Regions from separate parts of the Mus musculus genome. Here regions 1 and 3 are each linked to region 2. The links are chromatin contacts, called in public HiChIP or PLAC-seq and capture Hi-C maps. All regions are on one chromosome and are shown on one strand. The core of a region is the stretch at or near the end of the contact, and the rest is flanking DNA. Distances in the headings are between cores, read along the strand shown. Region 1 overlaps Prkcb (protein kinase C, beta). Region 2 has its middle 3.9 kb from the start of Gm39082. Region 3 overlaps Prkcb (protein kinase C, beta).

Region 1 (3,644 bases), core at 395-2,894, 610 kb before region 2:
GGGTTGCCTTGCTGAGCAGAAGTGGGAAAAGGTGGAGAAAAACTCTCAAATTTTGTTTGTTAGACAATTAACTTTCTTACTGCTTGAGTCATTTCAAGATAAGTCATTTCTGTCACTTGCAGCTGAATGCAATACCTCTCCTGAAATTTCGGATGGCTGCCACAATATAATAGGAGTGGTTTTTCCTCTCCGCATGTCTCGCTTGATTAACTGTCCCTTGGAGTTGAGTTATCCCTCCTTAGATGTTTTTCATACATCAAGTAATTTAAGACTGTACACTGGACATTGTGAATATTATGTTGTGGGAACTATGGATTTTGTTGTTTTTAAATAAATCAGGTCATTGGCTTGGCTAGTTTGTCGTCTGTGAACATCGGCTCAGATGCCAGCTCTGTTCTGAGTTTTATCCTTGTCTTCTTCAAGGCTGCCTAATGCACACCCAGTTCCTGAGTTCATTAGAGTCTTGGACAGGATTGCACACAGACTGTAATTGTAATGCTCTTCTTTTGGTGGTACTTTTGAAGTAATTATTACCTATCTCTTAGTTATCTATTAATTATCTACTAGCTCCCTAGTAACTATCTAGCAGCTCTTGGTGACCTGGAATCTGTCTTTTTGATATGCACTCCAGAACTTAAAAAAAAAAAATGTGTGTTTGTGTGGTGCGTGTGTGCATTCACGTATGTGTATTATGTAATGTGTGTGTGTGTGTGTGTGTGTGGATGCCAGAGGATAACGTCAGGTTTCATTTCTCAGGTGATGTCTACTTTGTTTTTAGAGACAGAGTCTCTCACTGGCTTGGACCTTTCCATGTAGCCTAAGTTGGCTGGCCAGTGAGCCCAGGACCTGCCTCCTCAGGGCTGCGCACCCGCAAGCCTGGCTTTTACGTGAGTGTGGAGATCAAGCTCCGTCCTCAAGCCTGGGTGCTACACACTTTACTGAGTGAGCCGTCTCCTCTGCCTAGATTTTTTTGTTGTTGTTGTTTCATTTTTATCTTTTAAATTTGGAGCTTTAACTGCCGACGCAGTCTGTTTTAAGGGCAAAAACTGTAAAACTGTCACTCCCTCCTTTCAAGTTGCTATGTGCCCATCAGAATCTGCTTTCATTTGCTTTGACTTAAAAAAAAATGCCCACAGTTTATGTTTGCTCTCCACAGAGAGACTGGATCTGGCTGAATCTTGCTTGACCGTACAAGAAACAAGCTCTTTCTTGGGGAAATTGACACCCAGGTGGTTAAGTCGTTCCCCACGCCACGAAGCTGGTAAATGGGGCCTCTGCTCAGGGTCTCTGACAGCAGACACACACTTGAGAGTTGAAGGTCGATTGGGCTCAGTCTCATTTGGGAAGTGCCCCCTCCGTGAATGGTAGCAGCCCACGGCCCAGGTGGGTGGCTTCACGGTGGACTTCTTTCCAGTGAGAACTGCTGGTCGGGTTCCTTTACTGAATAAAGGTTGCTCGCAGTGAGCAATATTCCAGAAAGAAATTGTGCACAGAGACCTGCTGTCAGCACCAATTAGACCAATAATAACCAGACTGGTTATTATTTATCTGACAGCGTTTTCACCAAAGTAAAAGGCAGTAGTAAGCTGTGGTTAGCAGGAGGAAGTTCAGAGTTCAGTTCCCACCCCCACCTTTTTTAAAATAAAAGAGGAAGTTACAGGACTTATTTCTGTATCAGCCAGTTACTAATAGAGAGTATTGTCACAGCTAAGGTCAAGTATGGGGTAAAAATGTCCTTTCTCACTGAAGGACCACAGGCATGGGAATTGTAACTTGCGAGGAGCCCACAAAGTCACAGCAAAGAATCCTGGTCAAATCTTAAGCTTGTCTGCTCACTGGGAGCAGGAGTGGACATTTCTCATCCCCTCTCCTCATCTGCCATCTCTGTCAGTAAGCTGCACCTCCTGCCGGGCACTCTGTCAGGTTTCTGGTGCTATTTCGGGAGGTCTTCTCATTTTCCAGGTTATAAAATATTCATGGAGCCTCATTAGGAAAGCACCTACTGTGTGCCAGATCCTGGAGCCACTTCAGTGAGCAAGTGAGGTAAAGTCCAGGTCTCTTACGTAACTTCCGTTCCAGGTGAGACTAGACAGTAAACGAACAAGCAATCACCAAGGTAACTCACAAAGCCATCGCTGTAGATCGTGAGAAGTTCAGGGGGGCTGGGGGGGGGGGGAAGAAAAGGCTCTACGAGCAGACCCTGTATTTCTGGTGACAATGAGCGAATAGAAAACATTAGGGCAGAGTCCTCTCTAGTCCTCCATCTCTAGTGGAGGGGGATGGGGCATGTCTTATGACTTGTGTCTCTGAGATTTCTTAGTGTAAGAAACAGCATATGGCTTAGAATAGCCTTTGGAGTGTGTGTGTGTGTGTGTAGTTTTGCTATATAGCTCAGGCTAGATTTGAACCTCCTCCCATTCTCCCATCCTTCTCTTCCACCTCCTGGAGGTGTGCTCCACCACACCCAGCCCAGCTCAGTAATGGGCTCTTGGTGGCATGGGTATTTCTTCATCTGGTGGCCGTCGGTGGTCAGTTGCTCCCTCTGTGGACATAGGTAGGTCTGATTCTATACATGTGGATATGGATTCTGCCCTTGAGATTAGAAGGAGCCGAGTAAAGGTTCTGGAAGGGTGGTTTATGCTTCCAGTAAAGAAGAAACCGTCTAGTCATGCTGGCATATGTTTTAAACATTGTATCATATTTCGTCGCTTCCCCCTTTCTTTCTGAGTTGAGAACCTCAGTCCTGGTTCCCTGGTTTATGTTGGAGCCTGGAGCTCCCTCTTCCTCCACCCCTAAGGCCTTTGCCTCTGTTCACCCCCTACTGAAACTGGGTAAGAGCGTAGTTAACGTCAGTGGCTGTAAATCACCTACATTAAAAATGTTAATTATCACCACCAGGAAAGGGCTTAACCTCTCCAGGCCATTAGAACAGCCTCAAGCCAAATGTGGCACACAGTTTTCTTGGAGGAGAGAGAAATCACCTAGGGGTTCATGGGGTCAGTGGGGGAGTGGGACCTGCCTCAGGTCTGTAATCATGGCCACGTTCATTCATGATACTAGAGTTAACTGGACTTTGTGACCAACCATGGGTGAGTTGTCTTGCTGTAGTTAAAAAAAAAAGTTTGTGAAAGATGCAAAAGTATCAGCTAATTAAAATAAATTACACACCATGGCTAAGAAGAAAGACCCTTTTACTGGCTCTTCTGATGCCCTCTCTACTGCCAGAAGCCACGTGTGGGTAAACTGTCTCTGTTGCGTTCTTCAGAGTGGCTCTCTCCAGCATAGGGCCCCACTTGGTGCAGGCACATTTATGGTCCGTTCTAGAATTACACATATGTCTCACACATATGTAAGTGTTTTTCTAGTTCCTGAAAATGATTTGGCCATGGGCTATCGTGATTCAGCTTTTAATAGATTTTTGCCAAATGTTCTTCATAGTGGTTGGGCCGCTGTCCCCTCACACCAACAGCACGTGCACGCTCCCGTGTCCCCGTGCCTTTCCAAGATTCTGACATTATCAGACTTTCATAGTTCTGCCAATATAAAGGAAAAGGGCGGTAGGGGGGGTGCCAGGCATTTAATGTTAGAGAGCAGTTGCCTTGGCTGGCAATGAGCTGAGCCTCCGCCTCTCCCTGCAGTTTCTT
Region 2 (3,592 bases), core at 63-2,562:
GTATATAAAAAATATCTAATAAAAAAGAAAGAGAGAGGGGGGAAAGGAAGGAAGGAAGGAAGGAAGGAAGGAAGGGAGGGAGGGAGGGAGGGAGGGAGAGAGAGAGAGAGAAAGAGAGAGAGAAAGAGAGAAAGAAAGAAAGAAAGAAAGAAAGAAAGAAAGAGAGAGAGAGAGAGAGAGAGAGAGAGAGAGAAAGAAAGAGAGAAAGAAAAGAAAACTTAATCCCCAAAGTCATATATTAATGGGCCTTGGAGAAGTGACTACTGTTAGGTAAGGTCCTGAGGATGGGACCCCAGGGTGGCACCGGTAGCTTTATAAGAAGGGGAAACTTGGACTCTGTCTCACTGTGTGATGCTTCTGCATGTTGTGACCACAAGACCCTCAGCTGACGTTAGCAGCCCACTCTTAGACTCCCCTGGCCCCAGAACCATAAGCTAATCAAACCTCCATTTCTTATAAAGTACCTTGACTCGGGCATTTTCCAGACTCATTTTCCATGGGAATATAGAGAGAGGGACTCTTACACTTTGAAGGACACTCACTACAGAATGTCAGGCCCCGGAGATAGTTCTTATGTACCCACTGTAATCCAGAACTGTCTAGCAGTAGAAACAGAGTAGAAACCAAGCAAGAATACTCCAGAAGCCATAGATGTTATAGAGTAGACTAAGAGGAAGTTTCTAGATTTTCAAAAGGAAGAAACTGAGACTGAGTAAAGTGTGTATGTGTTGGGCCACAAAACTGTGCAAACAACAACATGGAGATTTGAGTTTGGTCTGTCTGACCCCCTCCCTCCAAGAGCCACAGGCAATGCAGTGAGGGACAGCATGCTCCCATTGGCCCAAAAAACCCCAAAGAGTCACCCCAAGTTAGACATGATGACTCACACTTATAAGTCCAGCACTGGAACTGGAAGAGACCATGGTCTAGGTCAGCCTGAGGATCATAGCAGATCCCAAAAAGGGGGGAGGAAATTCATCCTAAAGACCAAAAATCTCAGGTCCTAGGCAGGACTGGGAGCCTTTATTTGGCATCTCCCAGATCCTAAGTGTGTATCTCAGCAGCTAGCTCTCGCGAGAACTCAGTCCCAGGCTAATCGCAGGTAGAATCTGATAGACTATCGGTACTGTGTCCCTACATTGGCTTTTCCTCTGCAAAATTAAACGAAGAACAACTACCCCACAGAGATTTCAAGTTAATATGGGTGAAAGTCTTATAATAGTTCCCAAAACACAGCTATACTCAGAAGCTGTCCTTGGTTCCGCTTCTGCAGAAAGGGGAAGGAACCGGGGTGACACTGGGTTATGCTGATTTCCAATGAAATCATTCAGTGTGTTCACCCTCGGGCAGATCCCCATCTTCCTAGTCAAGGGGTAAAGTCTGAAGGGGGGCAAAAGTGTTCTGGGGAAGTGGGTATGACATCCTGAGTGGGTTTGTGAAGAGATCTTTGCTTGGCTCCTTTGGAAAACATACCAGAAACAAGAGACCAGATTATCGTGAGTTGAACCTTGGGGTTAGCCTGACCTCTAGTGGTCAAATAATAAACCATCGGGGTACTTGAGAGCCGCTTAAGGGTAAACAAAAGGATAACTTTGTTTATCCACTTATCCGGTGGGTGGTTTTTGAATCCACAAGGTCTTGAGCGTGGCTAAGCTGCAGGCACACTAAGTAAGCTCCATGGTTCACATAAGTCTTAAGTGGTAGAGTTGGGGTTTTACACCAAGCCTGCTTGATTTTAGAGGTCTCTTGTTTATCCACACAGCATGATCGATGCCTGCCTTTATGAAGCCTTCATGTTTAATTCATAGAGACGGCCAAGCTGATGAAGGCCACCACAAGTATGCCTGGAATAACACAAACATATTATAACGCTCATTTTTTTTTTCAAACCGGGGAACTGCTGTTCGATGGCCTGGCACTGTGTATTTGACCACGCATTCAATGTTGAGTTAGTATATGAATTTCCACCTCCTGCTTCCTGTCCCAATGATCGCTTCATATGGACACTACAAATGCCAGCTTGTTTGAGGGTGGCTGGTCTTCCCATCTGCTCTAAAATTCAGCAAAGCCTGGAGGTTGGGGCTTTACTCCCTGAACCCCACAACAGAGATTTGCTGAACCCCACAACAAAGATTTGCTGATGGCTAAGACCACACCCGCCCAGCACTGAGTGAGTCACAGAGTGTTCAACTTACAACAGTCACCCTCAGATTTCTGGACATCAGGATGGACGATGCCAAAATGGTCCATACTCAACAGAAACTATATTTGAGATTTTAGATTTGGGTTCTTTCCCAAAATAACAAAATATGCAGCACGGTGCTCGATCCTGACACTAGGCAGAAGCAGGAAGCCATGGCTCTGATCAGCTCCATGCTTCGGAAGATAACAACCAACGCTTGACAGTATCATAAGTCATGGTGTTCAACAACTGGGTACAGTAAATGCATTTCTGGCTTAGGATGGGCTCACTGGCATTTAACCCCCACTGGTAGGTGGGATACTGGTCAAGGCATGGAAGGGCAGCCATCTGTTTCCCAGGCACCACTTGAGAGATGAGAATGTCAGTATGTCGGTATGTCAGTGTTTTCTGAGACAAATGGCACAGTGAATGATCTGTAACAAGTTGAGAACACTCTTTACAAATAGGACAGTCACTGAGTCCCTTTACAAGGGCAGATGGTGACTCCTGTGTCTGGACCAAGTGAGGAAGAACCTTGTAGCAAGATTCCTCCAGCACTAAAGAGAAAGTCCTGGGGGCTAGAGAGATGGCTCGTTCATTAAGAGCACTCCCAGAAGACCCAAATTCAATTCCTAGCACTCGTGGCTAGCAATGATCCGAACTCCAGTTCCAGTGGGGAATCTGATGCCCTCTTCTGGCCCTTCTGGGCACTGCACACATTTGGTGCACAGACATATAGGCAGCAAAATACCCACGCACATTAAATCAGAATGAACACGGCTTTAAAATAAGGAGAGAGAAAATCCTGTTTTACAACTTTTTAAAAGGCCAGCCGAACGCTAAAAGGTGAAGATAAATACAACACGCTGGAGGCGGAGTTGAGAAGGAAGGCAGAGCTGTTCTTTATATGCCCCAAGGCCCTACCTTAGAGGCAGTTACCCACAGACAGTCACTGCTGAGCACATTGGAGTAGGGAGGGGGATTAAGTACTTTAGCAAAGTGCCTAATAGAAGCTGCATACAGGAGAAGCACTTAGGTTTGGAGCATGGGCTACTGTATGCCCTGTAGCAACTCCAACTTGCTCACATCTGGATGGATCGGGACGCAGAGGCCAGCCAGAAGTAGGGCTAGCCTGTAAACCTCAAGGCCCACCAAGTGACCCACTCCCTGTAGCTCAGCCCACCTCCTAAGGTTTTCATAACTGCTGAGACCTGCCTGACTTTGGGATCAACCAGACCAAGGCAATGGGGAAATGAAGAAGTGGGTGACACATACACAGAAATGCTGAGCTGGGCATGCACTCGTATGGAGATGTATCAGCAGTCCAGAAACTCAGCCCAGTTATTATATGCAGTGGAATGAGAGGGAGGAAGAGGAGGAGGAGGAGGAGGAGGGGAGGGGAGGAAGAAG
Region 3 (3,592 bases), core at 436-2,935, 520 kb before region 2:
TGTGCCAAGGCCCCTTTGGGGTCCCATATCAGATATTCTGCATATCAGATGTTTATATTATGAGTCATAACAACAGCAAAATTACATTTATGAAGTAACAACAATGATTTTATGGTTAGGGGCCACTACAACAGGAACTGTTTAAAATAGCATTAGGAGGGTTGAGAACCACTACACTAAACATTTAAGGAATTTGGTCAGTTTCTCTCAGAGACTAGGGCAGCATCCTAACCATCAGTGGCTCTTGGGAAAATCTGGGGTTGGTGAGCTCAGATAACCAAGATGCTCTGTACTGTCAGACAGGCTCTCTTGGAGCTGGGGGACCTTGCAGACAGAGAGTCCTTCTTCATATGTCAATGTAACTTTCTTTGGAGGTGCCTGAGCTTGGATGACAACTTTATCACCTGTGTTTTTCCAAAGCCTTCCACTCTGTCACTTGCCTGGTGGATATGGGCATGGCGCCCATGTCTCCCTTCCCTCCGTGGCACTCATGTCTCTGTTCTCTCCGTGGCACTTGTGTTTCCTCCTACCCTCCGCAGGCTTTGTTTCTCTGCTGCTTTGCTCTTGGGCAAGAAGCTTTAGCTGTGGTAACACTGTCTCTGCTAGAGTGATTTGGGTCCAAGTAGGTCAGCCAAGCCTGAGCTCTCTCTCCCTCTCCTCTTTGCCCTCTGTCTCCACCCCCCCTAAACTACAGCCTGAGGTTTGAGTGGGTGGGGACTATCTAACAATCCATTTGTTATACAAGATGACAAGGGCTACCAGGTGTCTTCAGCCATCAATCTATTAACCTAGAGGCTGACCTCAGTTCTTTTGAAAAACAGTGAACATGGTATTCCATCTCTGATCCCAGACTCAGTTTCTTCCAGGTTCTGAGCCCTTGATTGGAAGAGCCTTCGGGGCTTTGCTCTTCCCTTCTCTACCACTTTTATTTATCATGGCTATGGGCCTTGACTGCCTGGGTATGAACCTACCTCTTGCTATCATAGCAAGACACAATCATAGACACACCCTTTCCCCGTGCCTACTTTTCCTCTTCTGTGTAATAAATGTCATATAGAACTTATCACACAGACATGATGAGGATTAAAGGTGTCAATATACAGAAGATTCTTAGAGCAATATCACACCTACCACCTGCTCCATGATTATTATTATATTATCATTACAATGTTATTCTAATCTAAGATCTCTCTGCTTCTGAGAAATGGGGTCTTGTCTTGCCTGCCTTTAAATCTCTCACTGTCAAGTTGGGGGAAAGGGGTGGTTCAAACCCAAACATCCGAGAGAACCTGGCAAGGAACTGAGTAGATGGACCTCGGGAGACACTGCTGGGGAGGGTACACTCATTTGTTCATGTATTCATTCATCACACATTCATTCACTGAGAACCTACTGAGTGCTGTTCTGCAGATGGAAAGGCAGGAGTGAAGAAGGCGAACATTTCCTGCCCTCTAGGCCTCACTTCTTGATAGTCTCAGCTCTAACTGCTGTTACCAGGTGAGAATATGGGGGCCCTTGTTGACAAAACTTCTCGTTCTTTTAAAGGAAGCCAGAAACCTGGGTTTTTACAAACTACAGACTCCCACCTTAAGCTGGCAAGGCTTTTGTGTTGTTTTAAAGCCCAGCGTGAGCTGAGCCCAAGATCCAATTGGCAGCCCCTGCTGTAAGGCCTCCCCCCCAACGGCTCAGCTCGGCTCTGGGAGGAGGGCTGGCTGCCCTGCCAGCAAGGGCAGGCGGTCTGCTTCAAGGTCATTGGTGTGGAGAGAGCCTCCTCCCACTCCCGCTTGGAGCTTCTTGTGGCTTTTTCTGCCCACAGAGCAGATGCTGCTGCGCTGCCAGGACTAACGGGTGTTTGAATTCGAACATTCCCTCTCGTCCTTCCTTTCTTCCGTGGCAGCCTTGGCTGGGTTCCCGGCCCCCAGAAGGCAGATTTAGAGAGAAGAGGAGTAGCTTCCGCACAGACAGGGGGAAGGGGGAGGGGGCCTTAGGGTTAGTGGTGGCCAAGTGGGGAAGGGGAAGCGGCCTTTGAAGTTGGCGAATTAATTATCCTTTGCTCGACTCTTACCGAGGTGGGGAGCAGTTTAAAAGCCTGTGTGGGAAAAAACGTGATGTGAGAAATGGAGTTTAGGATGCTAAACGGGAATGCTTTTTAACTGCATGCTTTGGGTTTTGGGAAGTGAGGGGTGAGCAGAGCTTTGGGTTCAGCTACAGTTTACAGGATGCTTGCTTTGGAACACGCTGACCTGAGGCACGTGTTCTCTGGATCACCCTGACTCCCAGCTCTCCACTCTCAGGGCTCATTTCTGCTTAAGACCTTTGTCCTGCCTAGAGGACTCTGGGTTGTAGTGTCTCACCCACCTGTTTGTGACAGTGGACAGGACTTCCTGCTCTGGCGACCATGACTGTTGTGATCCTATAGGAAACAAAACCCTTTTGTGAGGCTGCAAGGAAGAAAGTTTAAGGATGACAAAGGCTTGTGCAAGCTTTGGATTGCAAGTTAATATTGCAGCTTCTGGGAATTTTCAGGCCCACCTCTGTGGAGGAAGAAACAGGTGCCCATGTAGCCAAAACTGAGGAAGAGGGTACAGCCAGCAGGACTGTGGTCTTGAGCGCTCCACAGCTTCCTCTTGGCAGCTTCAGGGGGAAGAAGAAGAAGAAGAAGAAGAGGAGGAGGAGGAGGAAGAGGAGGAGGAGGAGGAGGAGGAGGAGGAGGAGGAGAAAGAGAAAGAGAAAGAGGAGGAGAAGGAAAAGAAGAGGAGGAGGAGGAAGAGGAAGAGGAAAAAGGAAAAGAAGGAGGAGGAGGAGGAGAAAAGAAGAAATAATAATAATAATAATAATAATAATAATAATAATGTGTGTCTGGCTTTCTGCTCCTCAGCTGTTGGTGGCACCCACTGGTTTAAGAACAAATGAGAACCTGAAAGGCAGGAAGCAGCACTGTTGAGGAGGCCAACTTCCTGGAGTTTTGATTACAACAGTCAGGTAGTGAATGGAAGAAAACATGAGGCGCTAACAGCATTTGACCTTTAGTCTCCTGACCTTTAAAGGGGAGAGTGACACAGCTGACCGTTCTAAAACATGACCAACCAGATGGATAATGCGCACATGTGGGCAAGCTTGGAAGGTTCAGTAGTTGCTCAATTAATGCCGTCTCAGTGTGGGGTCTCAGACCATTCCTAGTCAGAACAGGACCAGAGAGAAGCCTCTGTACCTATCCCCCTGCCCTCGCCCCCAGCCCCCGCAGTTAGAGCACCAGCAGCCTGTCCCCTCCTTCCCCTGCAGTGGGAGGCTTGGGGCCAGTACTCCCTGCATGGAGCGTGCAAGGGATTCTGGAACCAGATAGCTTGGATTTCAACCCTACCACTTACTGTCACGTTAGTTTATTTCTCATGCTCATCTTCTCATTCTTACCAACTAAGGCTGTGAGGATTAAAATGAGTTGTCTAGGCAAAGAACATAGAACAGTGTGAGGCAGATAGCAGATGTCAATAGACACCATGAGTTGTTGCTGTCTCATTATTACTGTCACCATCACTGTCATTTCCACCATCACCATCATTCTCACCACAACCACCCCTGCCCAGCTCCAAGC

Evidence for each region. HiChIP or PLAC-seq counts read pairs in DNA pulled down with a chosen protein or histone mark. Capture Hi-C pulls out chosen DNA fragments and counts their contacts.
Region 1: a contact with region 2 is called in an H3K27ac HiChIP or PLAC-seq map of acute myeloid leukemia, with 6 times the contacts expected there. The contact joins two enhancer-like sites. A contact is called at or near these places in 1 of 15 datasets of contacts at CTCF or cohesin (large pre-B cells) and 3 of 115 datasets of contacts at active chromatin or transcription factors (acute myeloid leukemia, bone marrow-derived macrophages and embryonic stem cells).
Region 3: a capture Hi-C map of embryonic stem cells shows a contact between it and region 2, with 3 times the contacts expected there. The contact joins two enhancer-like sites. A contact is called at or near these places in 2 of 484 Hi-C or Micro-C datasets (both in CD4 T cells), 5 of 115 datasets of contacts at active chromatin or transcription factors (CD8 T cells, embryonic basal ganglia, embryonic stem cells and 2 more) and 1 of 9 other capture datasets (embryonic stem cells).

The regions. Positions count from the first base shown.
Region 1 is chr7:122,308,762-122,312,405 of GRCm38.p6, forward strand. All of the region lies in intron 2 of Prkcb (protein kinase C, beta), which reads left to right. Among named protein-coding and RNA genes, the nearest start is that of Gm51497, 14 kb to the left of the region's middle. Within about 2 kb of position 1,645, at least 82 of the 459 cell types and tissues checked have an H3K27ac peak or open chromatin away from gene starts, as enhancers often do. A contact at or near this core is called in acute myeloid leukemia and bone marrow-derived macrophages, where this site is marked.
Region 2 is chr7:122,918,854-122,922,445 of GRCm38.p6, forward strand. No RefSeq gene overlaps it. Among named protein-coding and RNA genes, the nearest start is that of Gm39082, 3.9 kb to the right of the region's middle. Within about 2 kb of position 1,313, at least 83 of the 459 cell types and tissues checked have an H3K27ac peak or open chromatin away from gene starts, as enhancers often do. A contact at or near this core is called in CD8 T cells, acute myeloid leukemia and bone marrow-derived macrophages, where this site is marked.
Region 3 is chr7:122,402,961-122,406,552 of GRCm38.p6, forward strand. The region is part of intron 2 of Prkcb (protein kinase C, beta); the gene reads left to right. Among named protein-coding and RNA genes, the nearest start is that of Gm51497, 110 kb to the left of the region's middle. Within about 2 kb of position 1,686, at least 191 of the 459 cell types and tissues checked have an H3K27ac peak or open chromatin away from gene starts, as enhancers often do. A contact at or near this core is called in CD8 T cells, where this site is marked.